Regions from separate parts of the Capsicum annuum genome. Here region 1 is linked to region 2. A link is a contact called in public Hi-C data. All regions are on one chromosome and are shown on one strand. Each heading gives the region's core, a stretch centred on a gene start, on an enhancer-like site or on the middle of the called end of the contact. The rest is flanking DNA. Distances are from core to core; before and after follow the strand shown. Region 1 has its middle 180 kb from the start of LOC107848712. Region 2 holds the start of LOC107848712.

Evidence for each region. Hi-C and Micro-C count contacts between places; a contact is called where the count stands out from the background.
Region 1: a Hi-C map of leaf shows a contact between it and region 2, with 1.6 times the contacts expected there. The contact joins the enhancer-like site here to the promoter of LOC107848712 in region 2. A contact is called at or near these places in 2 of 5 Hi-C or Micro-C datasets (leaf and placenta).

What each region holds. Positions count from the first base shown.
Region 1 is chr11:188,722,249-188,724,948 of UCD10Xv1.1, reverse strand. No RefSeq gene overlaps it. Among protein-coding and RNA genes, the nearest start is that of LOC107848712, 180 kb to the right of the region's middle. Within about 2 kb of position 1,413, at least 1 of the 5 cell types and tissues checked has an H3K27ac peak or open chromatin away from gene starts, as enhancers often do. A contact at or near this core is called in leaf, where this site is marked.
Region 2 is chr11:188,540,832-188,543,686 of UCD10Xv1.1, reverse strand. LOC107848712 reads right to left here and starts at 1,518. Exons shown (of 3, transcript XM_016693480.2): 1 at 519-1,518; 2 at 1-174. The coding sequence starts at 1,328.

The DNA.
Region 1 (2,700 bases), core at 164-2,663, 180 kb before region 2:
CACGTACCATGAAACCAAAATTGCATTATACATTAATGGAGATGCATTTGGCACGGAGGAAAATATTATTTTGAAAAGTATTTTGATTTTCTTATAAAGTTTTTTATAAATAAAAAAAATAACTTTTCTAGAGGAAGTAATGTAACCAAATTTTAATAGGTGATCTTTCAAGCTCATTATCTCCTCCCCATTCTCCAATCTTCACTCCTTAACCATCCCACCCCCAACCCGCCATCTTCAAACTCCCACTTTACGGCACATTCTATCCTCATAGTTTTTTACTAGATATCATGTATTTTTATTTTTTTTACGGCACATTCTATCCTCATAGTTTTTTACTAGATATCATGTATTTTTTTTTTGAGAAAATGCTTTCAAATATGCTTAAAATTTGATAAAATTTATTATAACACGTCTGAACTTTGCGGGAGTCCTATAACCTTTAGAACTTTGCGGGAATCCTATGGCTCCCTATATTATTTATTAGCATATTTTATTGACATTTATTTGCGCTAAATTCTTTTTATAAAAATAGCATTTTTTTATTAAACTTATAAATGTCACTACAACAATAACAACAACAACATATTCAGTGTATTCCTACATAGTGGGGTCTGGGGAGGATAGAGTATACGCAGACCATACCACTACCTCAGATGAGGTAGAGAGGCTATTTCCGATAGACCTCCGACTTAGAAAAACTTATAAATATCACTAAAATACATTAATAAATAGTTCAGGGAGATCATAGGATTCCCGTAAAATTCAAAAGGTGTTAAAACTAAGTTTTTCAAAAATACAGATATATTTGAGACTATTTTTTGGGATAAGACCTTTTTAACATATCAAACACTTGTATTATCTAAAATATTAACAATTTAAAAAGTTATAATTGTCTTTTCTATGAAAAACATTTTTCTCGCTACAAACACAGCCGTACCGCAGAGGATCCTTTTTCTATCTAATATATATTTTTAATATTTTTATGAGGATATAAATTTATTCATGATAGGTATTTAATTATATCAAACTGATGAATGCATTACTGATTTTAAACATTCATAATCATCTCCCAGCCATAGTGAATGTATTTTTATTTTATTAAATCCTTTTACCATGTTAGCGTAGATTGATTTTGTATAAATATTCAGTGTAGATAAGTACAACTTTCTGACTATTGTGATTTAATCTGGAATGAGATGCGGATTTCAACAATTTCTGATTTGTGAATACTGAAAATCGTTACTAACAACATAAACTTGGTCAATCGTTACTAACACCTATTGTATCTAAAGGTGCCAAACAGGCCGATTTGACTCGACCCGACCCAGCCCACATAAAAAGTCTAGCCCAATCAGTCCTAAGGCTGTAGATCCCGAGCTGGGCTAAATTTTTTTTGGATCCGATTAATTCAGTTCGGACTGAACTCGGTTTAGACCCATCGATTAACTAACCTGGTTCGGTTCACTTTTTTTAAAAAGAAAATAATCGGATTTCGACCATTGGGCCAAACGGCTATATGTCCGTTTGGACCCTAAAACGGTTATTTTGACCCTTTAAAAAAGATTAATTAAAAATACTTTTTAAAACCCAAAAAAATTTCTAAAAATACCCTACACTTTCAAATCATTTTCCACACAATTTTCATTCTCTCAAATCTCATCCTCTCTCAAATATTCTATATATCTCCTAAAGTACTTAATTTTATTTTTTAATTTTGCGATTACAAAGTACGAGTAGAAGTTTCTAAAGTCGTAACTTTTGGATACTTTCAAAATTTGGTATTGTCATTCTATTTCTTACTTTTAATTTTTAATTAGTATATTAATTTTTGAATATTTAATTTTATTATTTTTGTATATTTTGAATTTTTCTTAGTTTGATTTATATTATAGATAAATTAAGAAACCTCAGTAAAAGTGTCAAAATTTTTTGTCCTGAAAGTGGTAGTAATAGTAAAAAACGAATTACTGGCGGTAGAGGAAGCTCAAGTAGTAGATATACTTGTGTGCCTCCGGCTCCGGTATCGCTTAGTCAACCTTTTGAGAAAGAAGTAGGTGCAGGTGCTCACGATATGGATTATGCAGAAGTTTAGGAAAATTACGGTATAGAAGAAGAAAATGAACTAGATGCGGTTAATTTAGAAGAAGATGATGAAAATATTAGTGAGACACCCGTAGTAGGAAATGCTAATGTTAGATTTGAATCGGTTAATCTCCCTCCCTGTCCTCCCCGTGCCCCAAAAGCTCGTAGAACAACTAGTATTGCATGATAATTTTTTACATGTATAGAAGGAAAAACTAAGGTGCAATGCAATCTTTGACAATAAGTATATGAGCATAAAAGAGGAGGCAATCAAGGGGATACAGGTACGTTAATGAGACATATAAATGATAATCACGAAAGAGAGTTATTTATTGCATGAGGTGGTGAGGATGTTGGTGGGCCAACACAAACTAGAATGGACCCAGCAATCGGTCAGATAATTAAGAAGTATAATAAATTAAGGGATCAGAAAGAAATAGTAAAAATGATAGTTGTGGGTTGTTTGCCTTTCAATTTTCTTTTTTCGGATGCTTTTATTCATTATATTCAAGCAATTTATAATCCTATGTTTAATGGTATTCCTAAAAATACTTGTCGGACCGATATTTTTAGACTTCATTCACAATATTTTTTTATTTATTACATTATTAAAAA
Region 2 (2,855 bases), core at 269-2,768:
TTGCTGTAACATGCGGGATTGATCAAATTTTGCAGCATTTTGGAGGTGATATGCAGATTGTGCACGGTCCATAGAGGGAAAAATTGGTTCAACTGTGTCAAAATGGTGAAGGGACATTAGTAAAGATTTTGGATGGGATGATAGAAATCCTGTTAGATCACCTCGTAGATCAATCTGTTGTAAAGAAGAAACAAAAAATTAATAAATGTAAATAATTGATAAAACATTTTTTTCACACTCAATGTATGCTAGTAATTAAAAGATGTGTATAACTTAATGGGTAGTTTTCATTTCTCTGACCTTTAAAATGGCGGAGACACCTTCAATCAATTGGTGTCCTTTGACATTGCTACAACGGAAATTTTAATAAAGGAAAATCTCTAAAATTCAGAAAAGTATAGATCTATTTTTATCTATTGAGTAGACAAGTCTTAATTTTGACATTTTTGTTCGACTTTTGAGGATCTAGAGGAAGGAGAGAAATCACTCTCCGATGATGTTTGAGAGAAAACTTATACCTGATGCATACCCTGAAGAGGAGAAAGATTGACTCCAATATCAGCTGTGCAACTCATTGTAGTTTTATCAGCAGATTTGTAGTGAGCATATCTCTTTAAGCAAGACATCACATTTTCCGCAAATGCTTTAGCCAATGGATAACTCAGTATGATTCCAGCACCACCAAAAGCTTGATGAAATGAGAAAAAAGAATTCGCAATTATAAATTCCGAGTGTCCTCCAAAGTAATAGTATTTCGTATGATCATATTGCCCAAGAATATCAACCATATTATCCACGAAAAATATTGAATCATCGTCCCCCATAATTACCCATCTTACCCCTTCATGTGCCTCTCTAACAACCTCCATAATACCATGAACCATTCTTAAAACTCGTGGATCAACATGATTAGTTTCATTAACAAGTTTCGGGACATCATCTGATAATCTATAAGGCGGTGAATTTAAGGACCATGGGAGAAGATCTTCGCCTTGAGGAGGAACATCTAGTAAAAGAAGTCCTATTGTAACATTTGGTCTCCACCAAGATTCAATATAAGGTTTTCTATGGTGCCATGCTTCTTCTGATCCCAAAAGTCCAAAAACAAGGTGACTAATGTTAGTGTCACTAATACTGATTTGTGTAACAGTTGATGATGCATTTGATTGAGAATTATCAGGAAGAGAGACTGTGAATTTTGAAGAAGAGATAAGATCGGAAGATGGACATACATTGAGAAAGACAATGGTGGCCACGTATAGGACTACCCCACAAATTAGCACTGTTTTGCAAAACCAAATCACAATAGGTGATTCAAATGTAGACATGTTAAGAGAGATTGGGTGGAAGACAACTACATAATGAAGTTAACCAAACTTTGGTATCTTACTATTTTATTTTCAGGTAACTTAGTTACAGAATCATGTTGCAATCTTCAACAATAAATCCAACTTTTAGTTTTGTCTATTATAGTCTATAGACCTAAAAAATAGAATGAAGATCCTAATTCCGTGTGAGCTCCGTTGTGACACATCTCTGCATAGGCATATTATTTATACGATTCTTCTGTTAAGCAAATCAATTAGTGGAATGCAATAAAATTAAAAGTTAAATTTCTCGCCCTGTCCTACAACACTTGTGCACAATACTAAAAATAAATGTCCAATAATATTTATCTATAATCTATATCTATATAATAATTCTAGTATAAGTATCCTCGCGATGCGTGGAATATTTCTTTATAAAAGTATCGTTAAAATATTCTTATTCATTTGAAATAATTAAATTAATTTTTTTTAAAATAATTATTGTATCATTACATATTTTAAAATTGATTATGAAATATTAACTATAATTTTTAATAGTGAAATTATAATTAATTGTTAATATATAACCGTAGTCCCGGCTATTTTAGATATTTTGATATGAAAAAGAATGAAATTAATAGTTTTATCATATTTTGTTGCTGGTTTTCAAAAATAATAGGTATAAAATATTAAATAATTTTTTGTTTTGTAGTTGGACTTTTATATTTATACTTTTGACCAATATGTGATTACATTTTTTATCTTTTGTTTCAAACTTAAATTTTTTAATCTAACAAATCAAAATCAATAATTAATTGCACTAAAAAAAACTCGATTGTATCAAATTTCAAAATTTTTTATTCCAAATTTTAACTTTTACTACCTTCGATTGAAAAGTTATGCACATACAATTTATAAGATTGCTCGTTAATAAAAAAATAAATATTATTTTCTACGGCATCTCCTACCACCACCACCCCCCACATCCCTATTTTTTTTTTGAAGAAAAATAATTTTACCCTATCTAGCCACCCCCACTACCCCACCTACCCTGTACCCCCTACACCCCTCACCTGGCCCACCCCCACCCAATCGACCCACCTTGATCCCCTGCCCCCCTCGCCCTCCTCCAACCATAATATTAAACACTCTATAACTATTCATGCTTATTATTTTGTTTATATATTCAAATGCTTTAAGAAAAATATTTTTTGCTTGCATATAGAACACAAAAAGATCAGTAAGTAACAATTTATTCTTTAAAAAAATTTTCAAAAAAAAATTCACACTAAACACTCATATAGTAAACTATTTCATCCTATCAAGAAAAATCATTCAATTAATCAACAAAAAACTTTAAGAAACAAAAGGTAAATAAAAAAATCAACTGGTAAACAAATTATTATATTTATGATTAAAAAATTCTTTCGCTTATTGACATACTTTTTTGTGTTCCTTTATCCACATTTTATTCCTTTTTAATTGATTTGTCAATATCAATAAGTTAATTGAATAATTTACCATAATATGAGTAATAAGTTAATATAT